Linked DNA regions of Mus musculus: regions 2 and 3 are each linked to region 1. The links are chromatin contacts, called in public ChIA-PET and HiChIP or PLAC-seq maps. All regions are on one chromosome and are shown on one strand. Each heading gives the region's core, a stretch centred on a gene start, on an enhancer-like site or on the middle of the called end of the contact. The rest is flanking DNA. Distances are from core to core; before and after follow the strand shown.

Region 1 (5,008 bases), core at 1,875-4,374:
GTCCTCGGTCTGTGGGCATGTACCACTAACCCTCTACCCCTGTGGATGCTGTGCTGGAGATTAAACTCAAGGCTTCGTGCATGCTAAACAAGCTCTCTACCCACTAAGCTACATCCCTGAGCACCTCGGCATTCTTGCAAGCATTTTCCATGAGCTAGAGGTTACCATGCAGTAGGGTCTTGCGGTAGGAGAGAGGGCGTGGCCAGAGGAGGGAGACTGGAAAGAGGAAGGAGGAGTCTGATGTGCTGTGTGGTCTTTTCTTTTTCCCTTTAGCTTTCTGTTTCCTTTTAGAGTAGAAATCTGAGGCCCTGTGGTGTAAAATTAAGTTTAGCTCTGACAACATGAAAATTCCAAGCTTCTTAGCTCTTGATAATGTGTACAAAGTTTCCCCAAGGAATGGTACTGTCTCTTTCTGTCCTTAACAGTTTTAAATGTGGACCTTCCGTTCTAGAACTACGTAGTATTCAGGGGGAGTCTCTTCTGCATGAACCCAACTTCTCCCCGTTGCTGTTTTTCTTTTAGGCTATAGCCCCTTAATTGTAGTTAAGCAGCAACAAATCTCTGTAAAGACAGAAGTCGCACATTGCTTTGACTGGGGTGTGTGTGTGTGTGTGTGTGTGTGTGTGTGTGTGATGCATTCACTAGCCACATAAACAATGGTACAGTGACTCACCAGGGTTCCATCGCTGGACTGTAACAAGTGTATTGTGTTCCACTTGACCTTGATTTGGCTGCTAATCATTGTTTATAGGAAAGCATCTTTGTTTTCAAAGATGTATAAGTTGTGAGCTGAGACCATAGCTCAGTTGGTAGAGGGTTTGCCTCGTATGCACAAAGCCATGATCCAGCCTCAGCACCATATAAATTTGCACATGGTAGCAGATACCTGTAATTCTTACACTTGGGAGATGGAGGTTCGGCAAGCTGGAGGACCATAAGTTTGGGGTTGTCCTGGAGTGAATTTCAGGGGTGCCTAAAGGTTTTCAAGCTGATGTTTCAGTTTACGGGTGTAGCTCACTTTGTCACAATCACTTAAGCTTGTGTAAGTCAAGAAGCAAGAGTCAAAACAACTTGCTACTTTAAAAGTCTGATCAGAATATGACAGCTTACAACCCTCCCAGGGGATCCTTCTTCTAACCTATGAGAACACTGCATATACATGATGTATAACATACACCTGGGCATACACATTTTTTTTAAAATAAAAAAAAAATCTCAAAAGGAAATGTTTACATCTCGTTAGAGCCAGGGGTAATATCACACATTTGTGACTCCAGCACTAGGAAAGCTGATTAGGACGGTCACAAGTTAAAGACAGCGTTGGTTAAATGACACCCTCTCAGAAGAAGTTAATAATAAGTCCAGTTAGGACTGAACCCATCTTGCCATGCTGACAGCCTATTGTTTCTTCAGAATCAGTTTTAATCCAAAATGAGAGTGAGCAGGACATCAGCTGGAAGGACAGTAGCCCAGAGTGAGCGCTACATTGTCGCGCATCATCAGCTGAGAGGACAGTAGCCCAGAGTGAGCGCTACATTGTCGCACATCATCAGCTGAGAGGACAGTAGCCCAGAGTGAGCGCTACATTGTCGCGCATCGCTGTTGGCAATGCAGAATGTAGATGCTCTACCTCTGCTTCTAAGGGTCTCTCTTTCCCAGATCAGTGCGTCTTCAGAAGCTGCTGGAGGTGAGTCCAGATGGAGGAGGCTCTACAAAAAGATTTTCTCTGGGAGAGAAAAATAGTCTGCAAAAAATCAGAATGCTACTGTTGTATAGTATAGTGATAATGAATAGAATTCTTTTTTTTTTTTTTTTTTTTTTTTTTTTTTTTTTGATTTTTCAAGATAGGGTTTCTCTGTATAGCCCTGGCTGTCCTGGAACTCACTTTGTAGACCAGGCTGGCCTCAAACTCAGAAATCCGCCTGCCTCTGCCTCCCGAGTGCTGGGATTAAAGGCGTGCACCACCACGCCCGGCGCGAATAGAATTCTTAAATGTATGTTGAATTTTGGGGCAGACAGGGAGCACACAAGTGTTATGGAGTGAGTTCTAGAACAGCCAGGGCTACACAGAGGAAATCCTGTCTCAACAAAACAACAACAAAAAGCCAGCCTCTCCTCACTGGCTTGGAATTTGCTAAGTAGCCTGGGAAAGTGTCCATTAAATCCTAGGAACCCACCTGCCCCCACCTCCCCAGAGCTAAGATTACAAACTCACCAGCACACCCATCTTTTTAAGGAGTCCTGGGACTCAAAGGAACGGCTCCATGCATGAGAGGAAGTGCCTTTCAGGTGTTCTGTCTCCTATTAGAAGCACCTGATTGCTTAACCACACCCACTGTCACGTTACAATTGTATTCTCTGGTGTGCTATTTTGGTTGCTTGAAGACATCGGTTTACCAAGTGGTTATAATGAGGAAAAAAAACAGGAGGACCGAGAAGTCGCAAACCAAAGAAAATTTTGCAAATAAAAATATAAATACGCAATACAATGAACCAGCATAATTGATGTAGCTGAGCAACAGATTGGATTCTTGGTTTCCTGGCAATCCGTGAAAAAGAAAGGCATCATGTAGCCTTATCAAGTAGGAATAAGAACTTTTTAAAGTGCTGAGCACTGCACTGTATTACTGAATTCTAAAGGAAACCTCACCCATGAAATTTCACAAGCAAGGGTACAAGCATCGTACACACTGCCTGCCCTCGACACTGCCCCTCTTGTGTTTGTGGGCTTCCTGAAGCAGTTTCTATACTTGAAGGAAAATGTAAAATATAATACAACTTTTTCCTCTCAAGGGAGCTTAAAAAAAAATAACCCATGGTCAAACTTAATCTAATGCTAGGATGAGCCTTCATGGAGGAATAAAGGTTTAGAACAAGGCAGTACTGGTTGGTCACAGGCGGCTCTATAGAACTTCAGACTGTTGTTGGTATGAGGCTGATGAGCCAAGTTGACACCACAGAATTCGAATGTGGTGAATAACTAGTGGTCTGTGCTTACCACAGGAATGGGGCCGAAGGGACGACCACTATGAGTTAGTCCATCCGGTTTGTCAACCCTGCTCCAGTCTATCTGAGTGCCGGCAAAACAGCCCTTGTGGGATACGCAGAGTCCGCTTTGGTAACAATGTTGCATTTCCTGTTGTTCTGAGGGTGGGACGCTAATTGCGGAAACTCATCCAGACAAACCTGCTGCTGCTGCTGCTGCTGCTGCTGCTGCTGCTGCTGCTGTCTTCCACCCTTCTGACTTTTGATTCTGTAGTTCATTGTGTTTATTTGGTATTACTTCTATGGTTTTAGTTACTCTCTAGTCTGGTTGGGGTTTTTGTTTGTTTGTTTGTTTGTCTTGTTTTGTCCTTTAATATATTAAAATACCATGTGTTTGATTCTGAAAGGAGTGAAATAAGAATTTGCCAAGCAACGTTATGCTTTGACATATGGAGACTCATCAAATGAACTCCACAACATTTGTTTTAACAGTTAGTGATTTGAAATCTCTTACAGTATTAGAAGCATAACTTGTGATGCAAAGGTTTTAGGGAGGTGTAATGCTGAAGTTAACTATTGTATTTATTGGTCTTCTTTTCTAGGCATGACTACTTTAATCCATATGTTTACTCTACTTTTTAAATTATTTTAGATTTATGTGTATAAGTATTTTACCTACCTAAATGCCATATGTGTGCCTGGAACCATGTGGGGGCGGAGAACTAAACCTGGGTCCTCTTACAAGAGCAGGCAATGCTCCTAACCACCGAAACATCTCTCCAGTCCCTGTTTATTCTATTTTTAAAACGACTACTTCGTGGGCCTAGAAAGTTGGCTTAACAGTTAAGAGCACCGGGCGTGGTGGCGCACGCCTTTAGTCCCAGCACTCAGGAGGCAGAGGCAGGCGGATTTCTGAGTTCCGTGGTCTACAAAGTGAGTTCCAGGACAGCCAGGGCTATACAGGGAAACCCTGTCTCGAAAAAAACAAAACAAAACAACGACAACAACAAAAAACAGTTAAGAGCTCCTGTTGCTCTTGCAGAGGACTCAGGTTCAATTCTCAGCACCCACACAGCAGCTTACAACCAACCCTAACTGCACCCCAGGGAATCTAATGTCCTCTTCTGACCTCTAAGGGTACCAGACAACACACATAGAACACAAACATACTCGAAAGCAAAACACTCATGCATAAAATCAATCTAAAATTTAATTTAATGCTTGTTTGGCTGGTTTGGTTATTGTGTTTTTTGAGACTGATAGCCCAGGCTGGCCTTAAACTTTCAGTAATCCTCCTGCCTCAGCCTCTCAAGTGCTAGGATTATAAGTGTGCACCATTATGGATAACTAAAAGTAATATCCTTTCAATTCAATGTTTATTTTTATATATTATTGTATTGGTAAATTAAATATAATGGTGTTCCCTTCTAAACAGTGTCTGTGTCTGTGTGTGTGTGTGTGTGTGTGTGTGTGTGGTATTTAACCATGTCCATTTTTTAGTTCACACAATTGAAGGGGCCACTTTGCCTTACTGGAGGTGTGGGCTATCTTGAACATTTTGGCCAAGTTTTCATTCCTTTGGTGGCAATAAGACAGAGAGGAAATGAGTAACTATTTCTTTTTGCCTATATAACTTTTTTTAAAAAAATCAAATTTCTGTGAATTTTATATGGAGTAAATATTCCCTTTGTAAAGCTTAAGTTGCTCTTGTAGGTGGTCTCCTAAAATGTAGTTTCATTTTATAACTCCCCGTGCCTTGGCTCCATGCCCGACCTCCCAGGTTACAGACGTTAACAGTAGACCCCACTCATTAAGGAACTAACACTTCCCTTCAAAACAACCCCTAGAAAACATCACTAATGTACCTAATAAGTCACTCTGCCGTATTCACATTGGACAATAACTCGTGAGGTTAACAGAGGCTCAGTCCTTAAAACCCACCCCACTATTTATAAAGACATCGACTCTTTGCCCAAGTTGCAAACGAGAAGCAATATTGGTTTTTGTTACTTCAAAGAAGAGG
Region 2 (5,008 bases), core at 1,075-3,574, 200 kb after region 1:
CTGGACTCTAGAAACTCCTGCATTCACATGTATACACCCTGTACACGCACACATGAGCACACTCGTGCACACGCATGCACACACACACACACACACACACACACACACACACACACACACACACACACACGCACGCACACACGCACACACGCACACACTTAAAAATAAGCATTTAAAACTTAGAGGTTGTGCCCTGAGATGACCGAGAGACTGGAAGATGAACATTTACTAAGAGAATTCCATAGACGGTGTTTTCATGTTGACGTACGGGATTGGTCAGTAAGACAGTTCATGTCTCCGATAGTCTTCTCCTTCTATCCAGCTCTGCAGTGGGAGACACGAAGATCAGAGTTGAAGTGAGGAAAGATGAGGCACACTTTACCCATGTCTCCATCACTGAACATGCTATCAAGCATGTAACTAGGGAAACACATGATCCCTCACCCTCACTACATATAACGACATGTTTAATTCAGGCACTATTTGTTTTTACAGATTTATCACTTTTTTTTAAAAGATTTATTTATTTTATTTATATCCATACATTGTAGCTTTCTTCAGACACACCAAAAGAGGGCATTGGATCTCATTACAGATGGTTGTGAGCTACCATGTGGTTGCTGGGAATTGAACTCAGGACCTCTGGAAGAGCAGTCAATCTTCTTAACCACCGAGCCATCTCTCCAGTCCAGATTTATTACTTTTGTTTTGATGATGATGATGATGGTGATGATGGTGGTGGTGGTGGTGGTAGTGTGTGTGTGTGTGTGTGTGTAGCAGCTGGGGTGGGGTGGGGAGTTGCACACATAAGTCAGGTACCTGTGGAGGCTCAAGTGGACATTAGATCCTCCGAACCAGAGTTACAGGGATCTGTGAGCTGCCTTATGTGGTGCTGGGACATAGACTCCAGTCTTCTGCAAGAGCAGTGCCTGCTTTTAACTGCTGAGACATCTGTCTTTACAGTTACGTTTCTTAGAAGAGACTAATGGGAGGGGGAGGGGATATGGCCTATGCTGTTCCTCGTGCATACTTGTTTGAAAAATGTCCTTCTATAACACAGTGCAATGCATTTGTGGCTATCTGAGGTTTGCTGTGGGGCCATCCCAGACTATTTGTAAGTTCTAGGCCAATGAGAAGTCTTGTCTCAAAGGGAAAAGAAAAACCCCAAGAAATTGTGAATGATACCCAAGGTCTTCTGGCTTTCACATGCACTCACAGTCACACACATACCCCCCTCCACGAACACATGCATGCACACATACACATGCACACACAGATTTGCAAGTTAAAAAAAAAATCTGAATTCTACCACCTCATAGGTCCCCAAGAAAAGACAGCGATAGTAGTGTTCACGACAGATTACTTTCTTGTCCAGTGAAGCATGGCACCTGATGAGTATGAGACCGAAGGACTGTTGAACCTCCTAGATTAGCCTGCAATTGTGAAGGATAGGACTCTAGGGGTGCACTGCAGAAGCCTCCCCTCCCCACTGAGGGATGTTCCAGGAGCCATTCCATGTACTGACAGAATAGCCACAACAAACCCCTTTCCCCTTACTTTGAACTTTGATCTCCAAAAGCCACGTGAATGTGAAGGCTGATTTATGTCAGTGGGTCTTGTGTCGCAGAAGGCGGGTCCAGCCTGGTCCCTGGCACACCACGAAGATTTCCTCCAGCTGTCAATGTGAGAGATGCCTGGGTTAGCTTTTTCTTTTTTCAGAGGACCATCTCCACTCTCACTGAACTGTAGGGGGTGGAGCCAAGAGCGCTCTCACCAGCCCAGTGGGTTGTGATGTGATAGGCATCCTTCCTACATGTTCGCGCAGAGACGTGATTTTACGGAGCTTCCGAGCACACTGAATCCAGTCATGGCATTTCAAGCAGTGTTAAAAAGGAAGAGGTTAGAAGACTTAAATGTGAGGCCAGGCCTCCCAGTTCTGTAGACATCCTTCTATCACAGATTTTACTGTTGTAGCAATATAATCTAACTCTGTTCTCTCTGGCTTAAGAAGGGCAGCCCAGTGCTGGCCAAAGTGATGGGGGAAAATAAGAATTTATAAACCGTTTGTCTCCGTAGTTTCAGCCTCCTGAAATCTGCTGTCCTTCAAAGTACAACCCGATTCAGGCTGAGACCATGAATCCAGCGTGGCTCTGTGTCACACAGTCTACCTTCCCCCCTACAACCCCATTCAAGGTCAGTTATTCATTCCTCCCCAGCAAACAAACAAAAACATTCAAAACCACAGACAGGGAGTAGTGTGATTCAAAAGCCTTGACTGAAGCAGGAAGCCTGTGGCCATCTGTAGAGCAGCCACTTCCTGAAGAGACACACAGCCATGACCCTGTTCCTTGGAAGAGTGGGTGCTGCCTGGGCTTGATAGGAACAATGAGTCAGGCAGGAAGTGGCTGAGGCACGAGGTTTTCTTTGTTGAGAAGGCAAACATGCAAATAAACTGGGAGAAACAGTGTCAGCTCTTTCCAGGGCGCTCAGGGAGGGAAGTTAGAGTTTCACGCACCCTGTACAAAAGTTGCAGTTGCAATCCGATGCCTTTTCCCTTGACAGTGGTGCTACACTGCGGTGTGGTGGTTAATGGTGATTGACAGGATCTAGAATCACGTAGGTGACACACTTTCCTGACCTTTCTACGAGGGAATTTCCAGATCAGACTAATTGAGGTAGTAGCACTACCTAAACTGTAGGTGGCGCCATTCCCTGGCGTCCTAGACCGACTCAAAAAGTGAGTGAGCTCAACACTAGCGTTCATGCATCTCTTCTTCCCGTGTGTATACAATGTATCCAGCCGCCTCAAGCTCCAACCCCATGCCTTGCCTGCTAAGCCGAATAAACTCCCCCTCTGTTGAGATGTTTCTTGGCAAGTATTTGACGAAAAAAGAAAAGCAAAATTGATACAGCTGGAAATGAACCCTAGGCTTTCCTCTATCAAATGCTGGGCGAGTGAACTTGGTATGTGATTAAAAGACTGAGCTGGGGCCTTCATCTGTGAAACTGGCATAGCAAGGCTTTTCTTAGGGGGAGGGGGACTATGCTTTTGTGAGAGATAAATAGGACAAAGAGTGATACTCTGATACAAAGTAAGGAGACAAAATAATCATATTTTTAAGTATTTCACACATAGAGAAGGCCCAGAGAGAATGATACAGTATAGTCACACCCCAGCTTAACTAAGAGACACGACTTCCTCTCTATGTTCTCTCTACTTTTTTCCTTCTTGTAGGTAAACACAGTCCAATATTGACACATGGATTCCCATGGATAGCTTCCCGATTTATATTAAAAGCCATATTCAGCATATTGTTTGGATGTTTCCAAACGTGACAATATGCTCTCTATATTATTACATAGCTGCATTTTGTGATTCAGGATTCTGTCTGTGATGCCAGCCCATGGAGAGACTGAGGCAGGAGGATCAAGAGTTCCAGGTCAGACTGGGCTAATTAAAATCCTATTGGGGGTGGGGGGGAACCCAAGCCAAACCAAATAGAACCAAACCAAAATTCCCTGTTTGAGGATTATTCTTTCTGATCTCTGCAGCTTTGATTCATTTTTACCACGTTTTACCTTTAAGAAGTTTATTTATTTTACGTATATGGTATGAATATTTTCTCCACATGCATGCTGTACTTGTGGAGGCCAGAAGAGTGAGACAGATTCTTTGAAACTGGAGTTACAGCTGGTTTTGGATCACTTAGGTAGGTGCTGGCCATTGAACCTGGGTCCCCTGCAAAAGCAACAAATGCCCTTAGCCACTGAGCCATCTTTCCAGCCTTCATTTGAATTCATGGCATATTTGCTTACTGTCGATGGTGAATATATAGGTAGTTTCATTTTTTTCCCCAAGAGAAATGACATAGTTACGGAAGTTTTTGTGTGCCTTGGTGACCTCAATTTGTAAAACAAAATAAAAATGCTTGCAATTTACACCTCTATCCCTTACCACTACAATTGCAAGAACATTTTCAAGTTTATAAAATGCTTTTAAGTTTATTAATGCTACCACCACAGAGGGTTTTCTACCCTCAACCCTCCATCAATTATAACTCTTTATGCCATGAAATCTCAAAGACTTTCTCACCAAAAGAACGGAAGTACCGTTTGCAGGAGCTCAAAGCCACTTCTTCTGAATCCTTATATTTCAAATAGGGTTTCAGATTCCACTGTTGAAGTTTGTTGAGCCAAAGTCTTACAGTAAAAAAAACAAAACAAAACAAAACAAAAAAACCGAATTCAATTTCCAATTTTCCACCCGGAGGCAAAGAATAGTTCTTGGCGGTAACCATGGCGTTTTCTGTCGGGCCAGTGTGGCTTTTTAGTTATTTTTCCCTGTAATCAAGATTTCCATGGCTGAAGGAATACTTCTTCAGAAGTGAGTGCTCTCACGCCTTGGCGCATTTCCTTGCAATTTTTTACACAGATTGTTTACGTAGTAGGAACCTCATTCTTAGTCCAGCTTCGTGCTCTGCATTTTGAACTTATCATTATAAAGTAGTCTTTTCCCTCTGTGGACTTTTAGTGGCCAAAATTTACCCAGAAAGGAAGTCTGTGCCTCCAAGGATGGTTCTCGGAAATGAAGAAGAAACAACCATTCCAACCCCTTTCATCCCAAGCTGTGGAAGAATGTCTCTTCAGGGTATTTCGTCTGCCCCGCTAACTCCTTGTTAATTGCACCAGTGGACTTCTCTGTTTAGTTTGGTGCTCATAAAGGTGATGACTGAAGTTTTTTAAAAAATGTACAAAATAGATCTCAGCAGTCAGAAGGTCCCCTGCAAGAGGATCCAGCCTCAGTTTTCAGGATCCAGGTCTAGTGACTCACAGCTGCCTGTTATTCCAATTCTGGTGGGTCATGCAATTCTCTTCTGGTTTCCAAGGGCATCTGCACATTAGTGGCACACACACACACACACACACACACACACACACACACACACACACACATGCATGCATGCACACATACATGCACATGTGTGAGCACTTTCATACAATGCACACA
Region 3 (5,008 bases), core at 1,765-4,264, 140 kb before region 1:
GAACAATCATAGTGTTTGTTCAATGGAATTACAGTCATGATAAATGCTTCAACGCTAGTAGTCATCTGTGTGGAGTAGCACAAACAGCATAGCCCTCAGACTCGACCTGCATACTAAGAACATCCCCATTCTCAAACATTATGATGCTGATGCTGCGCTATTGGGAGACACTAAATAACACAAAAACCAAACTTTAAGCTCAATGGAAAATGGAAACGACAGATTTCATATCATAATGAAATGAAAACGCTAACTAAACAAAAAGATAATAAGATGCAAATGCTTTAATATAATTTTCTATCTATCATAGGCCAGAATTTTTTAATAGAAAATATTTCTTCAAAAGAAAGTTCCTTTAGTAATGGCTTTTAAAAACATTTGTCTTGCCAGACCTGGTCATGCACATAGTTATCCAGCACCTGAGAGACAGAGGCAGGGGGATCTCTCTACAGTGAGCTCCAGATTAGCCAAAGCCAGGCCCTAACTCAAAAAACTAAGCAAGCAAACAACAACAACAACCCAGCAACAACCCAGTATATTTTGCCTGAAAAGATAACAAAGTATGCTTTTCTTTATTATTTTTTTTTCTTTTTTAAAGATTTTATTTATCTATTATATATAAGTACACTGTCGCTGTCCCCAGACACTCCAGAAGAGGGAGTCAGATCCTGCCACGGATGGTTGTGAGCCACCATGTGGTTGCTGGGACCTGAACTCCGGACCTTCGGAAGAGCAGTCGGGTGCTCTTACCCACTGAGCCATCTCACCAGCCCCTTTATTATTTTTCCAACTAAAAAAGTTAATGTTCCACTTGAAAGAACTAGTTACTGAGTAAGTCTTGTTAGCAGTGTTTACTTAATCACAGGACTTTTAGACAGCAGCTGCTTGCCTGTATTATGGCAATTAACCCTCAATATACCACTGTAGTACCGAACACTATCTCCATTTTACACATGACAAAGCTAAGGCACACAGAGTGAGGAGATTTTTCCAACAGTCATATCTTTATATATAATAAATTTTATGTGCATGCATATATACAAACATACACACACAAATATAAAGCACACATGTATTTAATAGGCAACCAAATTACATTTTTTTAAACATTTTATGTATGTGTGTGCCAAAGTGGATGTCAGAGGGCAGCCTGAGGGAGTGACCTATCTATCATGGGGATGGGTAAAGGGAATCAAACTCATTTTATCAAGCACAGTGGCAAACCCTTTACTGCCTTTTATCTCAATACAATGTAAAATTAAGTAACTAATAGCACAAATCGATTTTCAGTCTTTATAGATTGCCATTTTGACACTTTATGCACCACTTGACACAGGTAAAAATAACTTTTAAAAATGTTCTAAAACTCAAAAGTGTCAGAGACAGACTGGCAGGTAAAAGTTTGCTATCCAGCCTGACAACCTGAATCCACATGGCAGGAGGGGCACAGGACTGTGCGTCCCTAGCCACGACCAAGGATAATCTCAGGGTCTCACACAGCTACTAAGATTGAGCCCCGCTCCGGCCAGCGAGTCTAGAGATTCCAGCAACAACTATGATGATGATTTGTTCCCCGAAACAGAAAATCATAAACCAAGTCCTTCTCCCCAAAGTGCCCAGCTGGAAAGGAAATGAGCAACAGTCACGCCAAGGCCTTTCTATAATGATCCTTCCTTCAATGATCCACGAGCACATAGAATCAAATGTGTCAAAACTCTGCTATGTTTCCAATAGCTTATTAGTAACATGGTCTCATAAAATGGGTTACAAATTTATAAATAAAATTTTAATTTATCAAACATAATATACCATTACCCTCAACAACTTTAGAAAAACAACTCAATAGCTTTATTTCCCTGTTCAATGATGTCTTCCTTCAAAGATAGTAGCAGTACAATGCAGTGTGGTGCGGGCCTTTTTTCAAAAGGTAAGAGGCAGAGGTATGCAGACTGCTGTAAACTGGAGGCTAGCCTACCTTACATAGAGTTTTAGACTAGCCAGGGCTATATAACAAGATCCTGTTTTGAAAATAAGGGAGACATAGAGGCAAGAAGTGAAAATAATCCACAGGTTTTTTTGTTGTTTTAGATAATTTTTAAAGTGAAATCCTTTGACAAGAAAATGTAAAGAACTATAATACTCCTGCATTTTGACAATTTGCAGTATCATTAGTAATAAGGCCTTCTCCATCCTCTGTTAAACCATACTATTTAAAACAACCAAATAAACAACAAAGCCAAGCCAGGAGTGGTGGGTAGTACACACTTTTAATCCTAGCACTCGGGGAGCCAGAACAGGGATACAATTTCAGAACAGTGTACAATTTCACTTTTGTCTCCATAGTGAGTTCTAGGACAGCCAGGAAAACACAAAGAGAAATCTTGCCTTTAAAAAAAAGAAAAAAGCTATTAAAAAATGTTTCCTTCTAAATTCACACAATTCTTTTTGATGTCCCAAATACTTGTGAACGTTTTTAAAAATCTAGAAAGCAATGAAGGAAAGTTACTTTCAAGCCATTTTTTGACATGGCGTGCAGGGAGCTGAGTCAGCTGCTTACAACATCTGCTAAACACAGTTTACCAACCGTGGCTTCCTCAACTAGGCCAGGGACTCCTGAATGCTTTCTAAGGTCATAACTGAAAATATTCAAGAACACCTTGGCTTAAAAGACAAACAATCCACAACAGGGGAGTCCAACCTAAGTAAAATGAAAGCAGTCTCCTAAAGCTTGCTGGGTATAAACTAACAGAGAGGGATATGGCTAGGTTATGTCAAGTTGACAAGACACTAGAGTGAGCTGAAAGGAGGGAACCTCAGCTGAAAAATGGCCCCATAAAAATCAGGCTGCAGCTAATCTTGTAGGGCATTTTCTATGTAAGGGACATTGTGGGTGGTGCCATCCCAAGACTGGTGGTCCTTGTTGCTAAAAGAAAGCAGGCTGAGCAAGCCATGGGGAAGTATGAGAGTAAGCAGCATCTCTCTGTGGTCTCTGCATCAGCTTCTGCCTCCAGGTGTCAGCCCTGCTGGAGTTCCTGTCCTGACTTCCTCTGATGATAAACAGTGCTGTGGAAGTGTAAGCCACATAAGCCCTTTCCTCCAAGTTTCTTTGGTCCTGGTATTTTGTTGTAGCAATAGGAAGTCTAGCTAAGTCGGATAGTATATACATAAAGTTTCGTCTATGACTTTCTGATTCTTACAGAACAAACCTCAAAGTTCTACTCTAGTTTTTATATGAAATGAACATTCAATTAAAATGTATTTATGTAACTTCTAAACTAATTCTCTACTACAGATTTCTGAACTATCTTTCTCTTTTATTCATGCTTCTATGGTAAGGACACACACCTGAGAAGTACTATACCATCCATTCCTCTAAAAATGAAGGGGAGGGTGGACGCTGAAGAGATAGCTTAGCAGTTATGAGCACTGGCTGTTCTTCCAGAGGTCCTGAGTTCAATTCCTAGCACCTATATGGTGACTCCTAATTGCCCATAACTCCAGGTTCACAGAATCTGGAGCCTTCTGGCCTGCATGAATATTAGGTGTGCATGTGGTACATACACATGTATACATGTAGGCAAAATACTTATGCACATAATATAAAAAGTCATCCTTAAAAAAATCTAGTTCAAATTAGAATGATTCCTGGGGTTAGTCATATTTGAGCTCAGGACCTCTGGGAGAATTTTGATAATATACATACATACATACATACATCTGCAAATACATGAGATATGTATTGTTACGAAAATAGCAATAATGAAGGTCTGCACACACCTCTAACCCCAGTACTTAGGAGGTGCAGGATAAATAAGCCACACTGGTCTAAACACACACTTGGGGGCGGGGGTGGGGACGAGACAGAGAACAAAGTAACAAACAGGGGATAGGGAACCTAAAATTAGTTTTATGGTAACAAAATACTTGAACAGCTCAATATTATTAAGGATGGCAGTATGCATGCTGTACTTGACAATGATATTCAACATTTAATTTCTACTGTTAAAGTGATGTTTAGTATACGTAAGAATTCCTGGTTTTAAAAACAAAACGGGGAGCGAGGTATGGTGGTGTATACCTTTAATCCCAGCACTAGGAACATAAAAAGGGCAATTATCTCTCTGAGCTTTGAGGCTAGCCAGCATGGTCTACATTAAATTCTAGGCCAAACAGGGGCAACAACGAGACGCTGTCTTTTTGTTGTTTGTTTAAGAAGTATTGAGTTGTGAAGGCATTAAAATGTTTGCTACCATTTTCTAGGAAGGCAGGGTATTTGGGCTCAGAATGTACTTAGTGGTAGAGGTGCGCATGCTAGCAATTAAAAGGACATGTATGCAGTCTCTAGCGCAGAGGGAAACTTGTTCTCTAACAACACTTAGTTTTAAATTTTACTCAAACTGTAATTCTTCTATAAATAGAGTTACACATGAGTATGTTTCTAAACGTAATTTAAGCTTTTACAGATACTCATAGGAGTCGTTACTATTGATTACTATGTTAGGATGCAATCATAATTCAATTAGTACCTTTTTTTACTTTCTTTTCACAACCTCTTGTGCTATCAAAGCTACAATCTGACACTTTTAAAACATTCTCCTTCGACTTCTTATATCCCACTGTATGAGAGACTGAATTAGAGAGTTTGTCTAATTATGTTTGAAATGGCCTCTCGGGGCTGGAGAGATGGCTCAGTGGTTAAGAGCACTGACCACTCTTACAAAGGTCCTGAGTGCAAAGCCCAGCAACCACATGTTGGCTCACAACCATCCCTAATGAGATCTGATTGCACTCTTCTGGTGTGTCTGAAGACAGCTACAGTGTACTTACATATAATAATAAATAAATCTTTAAAAAAAAAAGGCCTCTCTGCTTGTGTTAGTACATTTACTATCAATGCAGTTTCCCCCCACAGGATTTTGAAACCTAGTGACGATCGATTACTATGACAGGGGGTGACATCACATACAAGCCAGCATTCCTGCCAAGAACATTCTAAGTCCAGTGGAAG

What was found. ChIA-PET counts read pairs in DNA pulled down with a chosen protein or histone mark. HiChIP or PLAC-seq counts read pairs in DNA pulled down with a chosen protein or histone mark.
Region 2: an RNA polymerase II ChIA-PET map of effector CD8 T cells shows a contact between it and region 1, with 14 read pairs. The contact joins two enhancer-like sites. A contact is called at or near these places in 1 of 484 Hi-C or Micro-C datasets (bone marrow-derived macrophages), 6 of 115 datasets of contacts at active chromatin or transcription factors (bone marrow-derived macrophages, effector CD8 T cells, embryonic stem cells and 1 more) and 1 of 9 other capture datasets (embryonic stem cells).
Region 3: a contact with region 1 is called in an H3K27ac HiChIP or PLAC-seq map of microglia, with 5 times the contacts expected there. The contact joins two enhancer-like sites. A contact is called at or near these places in 3 of 115 datasets of contacts at active chromatin or transcription factors (effector CD8 T cells, memory CD8 T cells and microglia) and 3 of 9 other capture datasets (adipose tissue, liver and pancreatic islet).

Annotation. Positions count from the first base shown.
Region 1 is chr10:67,067,272-67,072,279 of GRCm38.p6, reverse strand. The region is part of intron 1 of Reep3 (receptor accessory protein 3); the gene reads left to right. Among named protein-coding and RNA genes, the nearest start is that of Reep3, 27 kb to the left of the region's middle. Within about 2 kb of position 3,124, at least 73 of the 459 cell types and tissues checked have an H3K27ac peak or open chromatin away from gene starts, as enhancers often do. A contact at or near this core is called in bone marrow-derived macrophages, effector CD8 T cells, memory CD8 T cells and 1 more, where this site is marked.
Region 2 is chr10:66,861,982-66,866,989 of GRCm38.p6, reverse strand. No RefSeq gene overlaps it. Among named protein-coding and RNA genes, the nearest start is that of Gm31416, 30 kb to the right of the region's middle. Within about 2 kb of position 2,324, at least 239 of the 459 cell types and tissues checked have an H3K27ac peak or open chromatin away from gene starts, as enhancers often do. A contact at or near this core is called in bone marrow-derived macrophages, effector CD8 T cells and memory CD8 T cells, where this site is marked.
Region 3 is chr10:67,208,082-67,213,089 of GRCm38.p6, reverse strand. All of the region lies in intron 3 of Jmjd1c (jumonji domain containing 1C), which reads right to left. Among named protein-coding and RNA genes, the nearest start is that of Nrbf2, 75 kb to the left of the region's middle. Within about 2 kb of position 3,014, at least 45 of the 459 cell types and tissues checked have an H3K27ac peak or open chromatin away from gene starts, as enhancers often do. A contact at or near this core is called in memory CD8 T cells and microglia, where this site is marked.